Linked DNA regions of Drosophila melanogaster: region 2 is linked to region 1. Evidence: chromatin contacts called from public Hi-C data. All regions are on one chromosome and are shown on one strand. Each heading gives the region's core, a stretch centred on a gene start, on an enhancer-like site or on the middle of the called end of the contact. The rest is flanking DNA. Distances are from core to core; before and after follow the strand shown.

Evidence for each region. Hi-C and Micro-C count contacts between places; a contact is called where the count stands out from the background.
Region 2: a Hi-C map of the Kc167 cell line shows a contact between it and region 1, with 2.2 times the contacts expected there. The contact joins the promoter of 5-HT7 here to the promoter of cindr in region 1. A contact is called at or near these places in 7 of 107 Hi-C or Micro-C datasets (the Kc167 cell line, the S2 cell line and embryo).

Annotation. Positions count from the first base shown.
Region 1 is chr3R:30,804,145-30,810,641 of dm6, forward strand. It overlaps cindr (CIN85 and CD2AP related), which reads left to right and starts at 4,473. Exons shown (of 7, transcript NM_001276200.1): 1 at 4,473-5,139. The coding sequence starts at 5,127. dj-1beta reads left to right here and starts at 2,973. Exons shown (of 3, transcript NM_143568.3): 1 at 2,973-3,140; 2 at 3,204-3,523; 3 at 3,590-3,834. The coding sequence starts at 3,054. The coding sequence ends at 3,746. It overlaps wts (warts), which reads right to left and starts at 2,475. Exons shown (of 8, transcript NM_170524.2): 1 at 2,144-2,475.
Region 2 is chr3R:31,015,263-31,021,262 of dm6, forward strand. It overlaps 5-HT7 (5-hydroxytryptamine (serotonin) receptor 7), which reads right to left and starts at 1,613. Exons shown (of 3, transcript NM_001276202.1): 1 at 914-1,613.

The DNA of each region.
Region 1 (6,497 bases), core at 3,223-5,722:
GCGAGCAACAACAGCAAAAACAGCCCACTGTATTGGTATTTATTGCCCTGCTCTCTGCTCGTTGGCTATATGCGCGCGCGTGTGTGTGTGTGTCTCTGTGTGCTCTGTGGAATGCACACGATCGACGCCAATGGAGCCTCACCTGTTCCAGCAGCAACAACAACTATCACAACTACAACAACAGCTACAACAAAGGCAGCAACAAACAACAACACACTCACATAATCCACTGCGAATTGCATGCTGGAATGTGAATGGAATCCCAGCGATTTTCCAGCGTCGCTGACGATGACGCCGCTGTTTGCTGGTTTTAAGCAAAAACAACAATCGCAACATCGCCAACAAGCACAAAAACAACAATAGTAGCAGTAGTAGTAGTAGTAATAGTAGTAGTCCGTCCCACTAGTGACTGCAACAACAAAGTTTTGCACATTTCGGAGTCGTTTTTTTGGACTTTAGCTTCGATTTCAGTTGCAAGTTTTGTGGGCTTGTTTATATCATAGCTGTGTACCATAATATTTGGAAATCCGATAGAGAATCGATGGTTTACTTCCATTCTATACAAAATAGTGTATGTAGAACTGAAGTCTGCTTTTGATGGCAAGTATAAAACCATTCAATAAAGTTGCTGCTAGTTTTAGCTACTAAAGAGTATTCAAACTACAGATAGCTGTGTCACACACATTCTGCATCTCATTGCAATTAAGTTTATGAATTTTCGGCTGGCTGCCTCCACAAAGGATGAGGTCTCGATGTCCCGCCCCTTCGTTTCTTGCTTTGTGCTTCGTGTTTCGTGCTTTTGCTTTTTCGCGAGCACAAACGGGCCGCCTGAGAAATTATTGTCGCACTGACATTGAAGTGGCGGCGCTGCCTCTAATTACAAATTACAATGGGCCGCAGTTACTTGTGCCACATTTCGCATTTGCATCTTGCGTCTGTGCATTTACTGTTCTGCTCCCGCGGATTTTCCCCATTCCGTTGATTGTGTACTCTAGTCACATGCAAATCGGAGGCAGCTGCTGCCCACGGTTGCATCAACACCGCGCATACTGTCACAAAGTTGATCTCTGCTATGACTACAGTGGCTTCTGCCTATGTGGGTTAATGAAGAATATGCTCTTCCATTTCATATCCATATGTGGGGGTTATTGTTACATATCAAAGTAGCATTTTGTGATTATTAGATATTTGTGTATGACTCATTCTTTTTGCTTAAGTCCATCAAATATGAAAATTAAATTTGTTTCTAACTGGAATATTTTCATAGTTTCAAATTGCAATGATTCAAAAGTTTCCTTTATAGTAAATATCACAATTCTACAATAGTCCTCGCAGTTTCTTTTAGTAGATCTTCACTGTATTCAAATCTTGCTCCGTTTTCGCCATGTTTTCCTTGTATTCCCGCAATTACCACTATTATTATTGTTATTGCTGTTACTCTAATTGTACTACTCTCAGTTTTCGTTGTTTAATGTCTTGTTGATTTCTCGAATTTGTAATTCTTTCGACACACGAATATCGCAGCCAATTAAGCGCTGTTTCAGTTGGAAAATGGTAAGAGGAAACGGGAAAACCGAGAAAAGTGCGTGCATACATTGACCTTGCCTAATGTCGTTGGCATTCGAAATTACACTGGAATAAAGTTAAAAATTCTACGAGATTGATAGTTTTCCATGGACACCAGTACCCTCCGCCAGAAAGAGAGGGAAGACAGAAGAATTTAATCCGATTTGTGTAGCAACCTCTCGCTCGCTCTCTTTGTCTCCTCCGTTCTCCCCCACACACACACACTCGCACGCAGCCGTACTGATTTATTCCACGAGAGAGCGAGAGCGAAATATGTAAATACAGCCTGTTGCATTTGTGTGTGTGCTTCGCATTTCGTTTTCAGGCACTTTTCCGCACATTTTTGATTGCTTTTCGTGCGTTTTCCGTGCAGTTTTCCTTGCTTTTCCACACAGGCAATTGGAAATGCACACCAACACACACATGGGGCGCACACCAGCGCAGCCACACACGCACTGGCTTACACACACACACACTCGCACACATTCAACAGATATTGCATTTTCTTTTTGGACTGGAAGATACGCAAATTCCAGCTGCAAACGTTGCATTTTCACCAGGCATTTTCCGCAATTACCTTCTTCGCGTTTTCCACGTTTTCCACGCAATTTCCTCGCTTTTCGCCTCTTTGTTCTCGCCTTTTTCGCGTTTCCCACACACGGCACTTATTGCTTTTCCTCTTTTTCTCCGTTTTTCCTTGCCTTTTGACGACAATTCGCTGATATTTGCCGACGTATTTTCACTTGATTCACTCGCGTTCGCAACCCATCACTTTTCGCGTGCATTCAATCGCATTTTTCAGGCATTTCCGATGCGCGTTTGGCTTAAATTTAGTAAAATTAATTCGTGGTTTTGTTGCTGCCGTCGTGCTAGATATGTTCACATATCGATAGACCGATATCGATAGACAGAGATCTAGGGAGGAGCAGCTGTACTTGGTCTGGCAACCACATCAGGTATCGATAGGATTTGACCGTGGTATATAAACATCGATATTATACTGAAAACAAATATAAAAATATTTCAGTGATCAGTTTATATAAATTTATGTAATACGACAGAATATAGAGAGCAAGTAAATGTTATCGGTTTTAACTTAAAGAACAAGACTTGTTAGAATTGTTAATGAGGTTTCAAACCATTTCTGTGTAGCACGTAGCATAGACGCAATCCTTTTCTCATATAAATAAAATCAACTGATTTCAAAGTCTTAATATTTTAAAATATAATGCAGAACATTGTTTTGAGTAAGAATGAAAATATTAACTTCCTGTGAAAAACAGAAGTTTTAAATGCATCAAATTAGTCGCCTAACTGCAAGTCAAACCAAATTATACAAGTGTTTTAGTTTGCCGCTCAGTTTTTGAAACCTCGATAAGGAAAACTCAAAGCTGCGTTCCAGAACAGCGCTATCGATAAGCTATCGTATCTGCATGGTTTTCTTTGGATTTCCTCAAATTTCAAGGCACTTTTCTAAGTTTACCAAGATGTCGAAAAGCGCGCTGGTGATTTTGGCTCCCGGAGCGGAGGAGATGGAGTTCATCATAGCCGCCGACGTTCTGAGAAGGGCGGGCGTAAGTGCTCTCAACCTTTCCATTAAATCACTCTGTTCTATACTTATACTTACTATATGATAGATCAAGGTCACCGTAGCCGGTTTGAATGGCGGGGAAGCGGTGAAGTGCTCGCGGGATGTGCAGATCCTGCCGGACACCTCGCTGGCCCAGGTTGCCTCGGATAAGTTCGATGTGGTGGTGCTGCCCGGCGGACTGGGTGGCTCCAATGCCATGGGGGAGTCCTCGCTGGTCGGTGACTTGCTGCGCAGCCAGGAGTCTGGTGGCGGACTCATCGCCGCCATCTGTGCCGCGCCCACCGTTTTGGCCAAGCACGGCGTCGCCTCCGGGAAATCCCTCACCTCGTATCCCTCAATGAAGCCCCAGCTGGTGAATAACTATAGGTATACCACCTCTTAAGTTTATTTTCCCATGATCTTCATCCCATTTCTTTTGATTATTTCTTTAAGCTATGTGGACGACAAGACGGTGGTCAAGGATGGCAATCTGATCACCAGTCGAGGTCCTGGCACCGCCTACGAGTTCGCCCTCAAAATCGCCGAGGAGCTGGCGGGCAAGGAGAAAGTCCAGGAGGTGGCCAAGGGTCTTCTTGTGGCCTACAACTAACATATTTACACTTATTTATGAAAACAGATTGTTTCAAGAGCAACTCATGCAAACAACAACTGAATTAAAATAAAATTATTCAAGACAGAAGTTGTGATTCAATTTTATATTTGCTATTTGAAAGAAGTTTAAATGGAGAGCTAGGAAATGGCATGTTGTTAAAGATATATTAAAGAAATTTATTTAAGTGAATTTAAATGTCATTATTTGAAGCAAACGGTTTTCATTTAATTAGTTTTGAGCGAAGTATAATTCTATCATAATGAATCAACTGAACTGCGTTAAAATAAATTGTTCAATGGGCTTTAATTTAATTTGTCATGAAATATAAATGCATATATGGCATGAAAAAAGAAACATCTATATTATTTCATTTGGTTATGACTGGACTATAAATGAAATTAAAAATGCATATATTAAAATGGGATGTGAAGCCAAATGGAAGTATTGCTGACGATATATTTACAAAATAGTACATTATTAATATATTTAGTTATATTCAATATTTACATTGATTAAACATTCTGCTGCATTTAATTGTAAAATTTTAAAAATAGCTGAAAGTAATGGCCTACGGTGGAATACCCCTACTGGGTTGGAGTCCCTGCACACCACAACCCGTGCCGCGAACCGTGGTTGCCGTCTCCGCTCGCGCCAAAAGGGACTAAGTATTTCGTCGCTAGCCGCCGCTGGTCCCACTCTCGCAGCCGCAGCGAACGGTTGTTGTGGTTGTTGTAGTTGTAGTGGGAGTTCGTCGGCGTGTTTGCGTTTCGCTCGCTCGTTTGGCGATTTGCTGGGATTATATTTGCCCGTTTATTTTGTGGCAAAAGCGCATTTAATTCGAAGGAAGTGAGTAGTGAGTGGCGAAAAGCGGAGACGCACTGCCGCGCTGGAAAGGCGGAGTGAATTGAGTGCATGCGAATGCGTGTGGAGAGCAAATCGAAGTGCAAGTGCGTGCCAGCGAATAAGAAGAAGTGCGAAGCCGAAAAGGAAGCGAAGCAAGGTGGGCAGTGAAAAGTGCAACGAAAAACGGCAGAGGAAACTGCAATAAATCAACAAAAAAAAAAAGGAAAATATTCTACGTGACGCGAAATTAAATGCGCTCGCTCCTTCTCGCTCGCACGCGCGCCCCGTCTCTTACTCTTTGTTGAAATTTAACTGCGAGCAGAACAGGGTCAAAAAAAAAAAAAAAATAAATAAAATAAAAAACACGTCGAGAAATACTCGTGTATATAGAGTTCTAGGTAATTCCTACCTTCCGTTTTTCGCGGTTAACGCGCGTGATTCATAAACCCGTCTTCAAGATACGAAACCAAAAACAGAAAACACAGCGTGCATTGAACCTGCTGGAAGCGCTGGCCACCAGGAATCGCTTCAATCATGGAAAACAACAGTAAGTTCGCTCCTGCAGCCAGTATGCCCGCATAAAGGAAGGGCATTTGAGCCGTAACACGATCTATCTAGCAGTAGATAGTAAGTAAAAAGGATTTCATTTCGAAAACTAAAGATCAACTAAACTGCACCGATACAATGTGAAGATCTTAGAGATAAATGCTTATATGCCAGCTCGATTTTATCGTAGATTCCTAGAACTCATCACAAGACCTTTCTCTTCTCTTCACACCTTTAAAGAAGAGTACCCCGCGTTCAACTACCCAAAACTGCAGTTTCTTTTCCATTTTGTTGTTTTTTTTCTGTCCTATTTTTCGGGGTGGGTCCCGCCTGTTTTTGCCGTCTGCCTTTGCTCGCCACATTCGCATTTTGTGCGCCCGAAAAACTCTTCTTGTTTTTGTTGCTTTTCGGGGTGGGTGTGTCATCTTAGCCCAAGGACACTTGGTTTTCCATTTTCCTCTTGACTCGAATCTAATACCCTGGATATACGTCTGACTGACTAACGGTGTTGTGTTAAAGCCCTGTTGTTTTTAACACTCTGTGACCACGATTTTTACAGCAATAAACCAAAAGTTGGACAACAAACAAACAAATATAACATGGGCTAAAACAAAACACTTTGTATGAGAACCGGTTTTAGTGGCCGAAGAAAAGGCATTTGAAATAGAATTTCTGCGTTTTGATGACTTCATGCCGCCATCAATTTCATTTTCCCCCTGAAAACTTTTCAAATTCACAATGGGAACTGGAGAACAAATGTTCTGCGATGCAAATTAGTGGATATTTTCCATCTCGCCCGGGTCAGCTAAAAAAAGCCTCTGATTCAGGCCGAAATCCGATGAAAATATTGCGGTTTTTTAGCATTTTAATTAACTCTTTTGTACGGACCTTTGAATGAGGGCCAATTAAGTGTTTCGGCCATCCAACTATTCATATAAAAGGGATTTACAAAGATATAAAGTAATGTTTTGCTTTCGTTTTTTAGTGTTACCTGTTTAAAAATTTTGAAGCTACTTGCTAATTGCAAATTGATTTGTTTACCCTTGAAACCCGTTGTAAATCTGAATATAGAAAGCTTACTTTGACTCCTCTTTTGTGTTTTCCAAGCTTATCTGGTGTATTCCACTCGTCTATGGGTTTTCCGACCCTTTGCTGACCCTTTGGCTACTGTTCAGTTGGTTCCATGGAGAGATAATCCGGGATCGATAGGCACTACTCGTACTAAGGGGCTGCTCAGTCCAGACAATATTAATAAATCTTAATGTGCGTTTCAACCTTGTGGTGGCTTCTTTGTGGATGGAGCCCAAGATTGAGAAGCCCTCGCCTCTGCGATGTTGCCTTCTGATAATGGAGGCTGAT
Region 2 (6,000 bases), core at 363-2,862, 210 kb after region 1:
GATTTTATATACAATTTTCAGTGTTTACAAACTCATTTAGCCTTTAAATAGATCTTGACCGAATTTTGATGGTGGTTTGATACAATTAAATAGGTGGTCAAAGTACTCTTAGTTTCTTTTCGGATAATTGGGAAATATGGTAGTAACTGGTGGTGCTGTACGATGTTGCGTATTCTTGAGCAAAATCCAGAAAAATATATTATATCGAATTAATGAAATTTTCTTCAGATCGATATACCCTTCTGCTGGGCACTCGAATTGTTCTCAAGAACTTGGCCCAGGACCACTCGACCAGATCCACTGGGATGCTGAGTTTTATTTGGTTTCGGGCAATTAAGCTTGTTGTTTTGCAGTTAAGTGTAAATTTATACACAAAGCCGCAGCCGCACGTTGGGTGCACACCTGTGCGGAGGTAATTTGCCAACTTTAAAGATAAAAGTGCTGCATATTCCTGGAGGCGCGGGCAAATCGACAGCATCTGCGGCAAGCTACAGGCAGATGCCTTGGAATACAGCCGTAACCTAACTGAATTATCAAATCAAGCGGTTTGTGACTTTGTAATTTGATTAGCTACGCCCCCGGCTGAAGTGTTTGTGCATATCAGTGGCTGCTTTTCACTTCAAGGGCCCTCAAAAGGGCGGTATCTGAACAAGTTCGCCGGGGAAGTTACCACATCAATCGGCGCAAGTGGCACCTATTTATTTCCCCTTGGTCTAGGTCAATCATCTCAAATGCCCCACCAAGACGAAGCGGGTAATCCAATTAATGTTTGCCTGCCATAAATCTATATTTAAATCTCCGACAAACACTCGGCGATAACAAGATCGTCCGCAGATTGGTGTTAAGGTGTCAAATGTGGCGGGTCTATTCAAAGGGGCACACAAATCCAGAACAATATTGACCAGAGACTTACACTGGGTCAACGACTGGCGACACTCTCACTTTTGGCTGTGGATCGGATCGGCTTTCTTCTCGAAGTCGTTTGCATAAATTGCGTGTGCTTCCAAAAGTCGTCGAACAGGTGGCAAGTGTCGCACAAAATTACTTTAATAATAGCACTGGCGTTGGAAAATATCCGAGATGGAACTGCACAAGTTTGTCCAAGATATATTCTTTCTTTCGACTATCGGCCTATTTACTCTTGAGCACTTTTCCATTCATGCCTATGTAGACACATGCGAATGCTGGTCGCAATTTATTTTTGTTTTGCACACACTAATAGCATTGAATTTTTCATTGATTTCAAGTAGCACGAATACGATTTTTGGCGTATTTTTGTGGGTATTTTCATTTGAGTAATTGCTGAAAATATTTTCACTATTTATTTATTTTGATTCCTAGTGGTTTCAATAATTTTCTTGCAATTCTGTGCTCGCCATTTCCATTTGAATAATTCCTGCGTGTATTTTTTCACTCGTATTTATTTATTCAGATCTCTGACGGTTTTTAACGAATCGAATATCTGAATTCCGCGGGAGGCTGTCAGGAATCCAGGAGCCGAATCGCGTAGAAACTGCGGAGCCCGACGATTGATTTCAAGACCCGTCCGTCCGCCTTTTCGGTAAAAGTTTAACTGGAAACGCGACCGCCGACCTCCGAGCAGCGATTGCCGAGCGGTACAGAGAGAGCCTCGTACCTGTGCGGCGGCATACGCCATAACAGTACTCTCTCTGCTAGCACTAACACAGCGGCGCGCTGTTATCAGTGGCCATTCTTTATCACTGTGTCAGTGGGTCTGCGCAGGCGGGGAAACTCAGCCGGAGAGAGTTAGAGAGCGAGCAGAAAATTCAGAGGCATGAAAAGTCGCATGCGAGAAACTGCTTTCGCAGCAGAACATTTGAAAACGAAACACTCGCTGGCGGGGAAAAATCAAGAAAGACAACTGCAAACCAAATATTTATCATGGCTCTAGTAATGTTTAAATATTTGTCATATCGAACATATCGAATATTTGTCATTATCAGAACAAAACTTTAGTTATTATTAAAAAGCGGAAAGTGATTGTTTGCAAAATAGAATCTCATAATAGTATAAGAGGGCTGCCTGTATTAGGACCAAGTTTTTGTTTGTGGCTTATTACTTCTGATGAGTCTAACAATCTTCTAGGGAAAATGGGAAGCGCTACGCTTATAAGCCACATTGCTTTAATGAATTATTCATTGACAAATAAAACGTTGCAGCCGGCTGAATAATTGTAAAATATTAGTTTTATATCCTGTTTGCAAAATGCAATTTGGTTGCATAATGAAGTGTATAACTAATTGTATGCATCTCATGTTGTTCAAGACGAAATCGTTTTTTTTTCGCAGAAATATCTCGACTTTTAAATTGTGCTTAACTCTTAATCATTGTCTTTATTTCACATAAGTAATATTTTCTACACATCCAGTAACCTGTTTTCTTAATATGTTAACTGCTTTAATTCAAATTTGGCGCCCAAGCTGAAATGTTACTGCATTCAGCTCAGCCAGGGGAAATCTGCAAAAATTGAACAGAGAAATCACGTTTAGTTAACATTAACAGCTCGGCTGGCTTACAATCTGCCTGCAAAGTGGTAAAAGAAAATGCAGACGGTGCCTAGAATTTTCCTGAACTGTAAAGCTGTCCAAATCAAAATTGATATCAACTGCAGCTATATAATTCAATAACATGGGATCGGGAATAATTCCGAAATGTTCCACTCGAGCAATCCTCATAAGAGAAAACCCGAGTATGTTTATGGACACGATAATCATCAGTAATCAAAACAAAATAAATTAAAGCTTTATAAGCTAACATTAGCTGTCGGGCAGCCAGAGAACATAAATCGAGACGAGAGCCCCTAGCAAACAGAAATAAAATGGCAGAAATTATTATTATCTAAACAAAAAAAGGGGGGAGCTCATATGCCATCGCTCAAAAGCACTCTGCTATCGAAATACTGAGGTGGCCAAGGGGCCGAGGGGGCTTCAGCAGCCCTTGTTTCCATCGCTGCGCACTCTTGTTTTTGGGTTCAAATTGAAAAACATGAAAAGAAATATTTCCAATCAATTGGCAAAGAGAAACGAATAAAAATTCACACACAGAACAGACAAAAAACCCAGGCACACACACCGGAGGAGGCAACAAGAAAAATGTTGTTCATTCATTAAATACAAAAATTCATTAAACAGACGAGCGATCAGAAATATTACTGCTGCAGTCCATTCCAAAGTGGCCTGGGGTCTGACCGGTGGAAAAGGGAAAAAATAAAAATAAAAATAGTTGTTTACTTTCGGAACAGAGGCAGCGACAACAACAAGAGAAAAACACAGGGGTAACAAGCTCTCACAGTGCGATAAAATATGTTTTTTTAATGCAGGTCCGTGTTCAATAAAAGTGCCACAAATCCAAATAGAAGCTGCTGCAGGAAAGTTCCGAACAAAAACATTTATCCAGGTTCGAGCATTTGATACCTTTTTGGTATGAACTCAGGCCCTATCACTGAACGTCGTCCTGCAAAAGGATATACCCTCTATTACCCTGAAATGACCAGTGAAAGGCGGGAAAGTGAATCATGCAAAACGAATGAAAGTGCTTCGAACAGCAGTAGAACTTGATTTGCATTCCATTTACAAGCTGTTCATAGATAATAATTAATAATATGATTTAAATGTCTATTCTAAGCGACATTGGGGGATTTGCTTTAATAATACAAAAAACTAATAGGTTTCGCAAGAAAACCAAATTAAACATTTCAGACTTTCCATTAGTATCCATACCTAAAAATTGTAACGCAGGCCTTTACATATCATTGACCCTTCTAAAAGCGAACGGCAAGAAACCGACTTGGCATTGGTGAAGTGAATTTATTGTTCGACTAATAGATGATGACTGCTATATACTCGCATTCGGAGTGCCTTGGAAAAGTGTCGAGTAATTTGTGGAAATGGTCAAGGCGATGTGTATGAGCAGAGTGGGCAACTGGCCATTTCCCGTGGCAGACCGCATTTATCACTCCTGGCCTCTTCGATTTTTTTGAACGAATTGATAATGCCACGTCAATCGTCTAAGTTACTGGCGATGGGCTGTCTGTCGGACTGACATTCCCTCTTCACCTGCTTTAAATTTCCCGACTCGCCAATTATTATGAAACAAATATTGATCCGCTGGAGAAAATCAGGGAAAATCAGGAAAGCTCACGAATCGATGCCGAGAAGGAAGCGCCGACAGATAGAGGCAAAACAAATTCGCAACTCAACTGGAAAAGAATCATAAATAAAATATGCGCGCCAAGCAAACACATCAGGCAGCTCCTCCCAATCGAATCCCAATCGGAATTTTGGGGCGGTGGATGTGGGGTACAAGCTGAGGAGAATCCAATTTGATTTATGATAAATACCCCATGATTTATGCCCTTTGTCCAGAGCCTAAGCCGTCGATACGCATCAGTTCAGCTGGCGACCGCAAAATCATCGCATTTCGCTGAGCGTTTTTCAATTTTTCATTTCGCTAAAACTCTTTTGGGTTTTCATGCGAGATGCTCAGCATTTGATAGGGCATATCATCTGGAGCATATTAACGTTTACAGATATATATAAATATATAAAATATATGTTTATCGCAGATATCAGAATAGATTTATTTTTCGCAGTAGATATAGTAGAAACTCTGTCTTTTTAACGGGTATCAATTCTTCGATCCGTCTACACTTGCATACTCTGTAACCGAGGTCTTTGTATTCAATTCATTGTAGATTCGTTTCGATTCGCTTTATTTTTTCGTGCATATAAATTGGCTGCGTCATGAGTTTAAAATTTCGTTGCATACTTTTGCGGGTTTGGGCTTGTGTTTGCTTTTGTATATATTTGCATTCGAGTTTGCGGTTCGTCGTTTGTTTGTTGCTTATTTATTTAGTTGTAAGCGAGTGCGAAACAAATATGGAGGTAAACTTGTTCGACGCCCATTTCGTGTTCGTTTGCCAGGCAGAAATATGTAAATCGACCGAGTTTGCCTAAGTTTGGGCCATATTTTTGAATGATAAATGTGCTGGCAGGTTGGCAAATTGTGTTGATAATCGCTGCCAGAACCTTTGGCGCCTCTAAATCGCTAATGTTGCTGAAACTAATGCGTGTATTTATGCTTTCGGTACCGGCCCACGCAGTTCAAAGAATTTCCAGGAACCAATTTGATGTTTGCCTGCTTCCCAACTCTGCAAACTATCAGAGAGTCACGCACTCGGCAAGCCGAAAGTAAAACAGAAACAAAATTCAATTAACTTCTGGCTCTGAGCCTTACCGAAAAGCGGCATATAGAATTCAGGATTTAGACAGCTTATAAATAGGATCGGTGCTAGGCACTAGCTTAAAATCCGCCTAATGCTCACCCTTATCAATTCCTTCTTTTGGGCCTAATTAAATGGACATTTCGACAGCTTGACATGTGTGTACTCGTAGGTTTAAGGGCCATCGGGTAATCTCGTTCCAGCGATTTTAATTCGGCTTAAATCTGAGGGTTCCACCAAACTGACAATGTTAATTGAAACTGTGGAAGTAAAAACTGTAAAAAAAAACGGAAAACATCTAAAAACCCGAAATAAACAGAGTGCCAACCGAAAAAACCTGACGCGCAATAAAAGCACACTTCGACATTGCGTATACGCACCGTGTAGCGCAAGAGACGGCGAAAATAAAACTTTATTGCTAATTTATTTGATTAAATTTCACGCCGCCACTGCTGTCATCTCAAATGTATTTTTCGTTACACTTGTTTTGCTTTGTTTGGATTGCCTGTGAAATCTTTGACATTTGCTGACACAGGGGCTTCAAGGCCTGAGATTCCCTACAAATTGATAAGAAAAACACTCGGGCAGCTGATTATCGGGTGACCGAGATCAAAGCAGGTGTATCTCTTAAAGATTTAAGCTGCGACTGAGCCTGCCGTTGACCTGCCTTCAAAGCAATTCAATTAGAGTTTCACTGCGGCAGACAACGCGGCGTATGATTAACATTTGGCGCGCCGCTCAAAAGTATGCAAAAACCA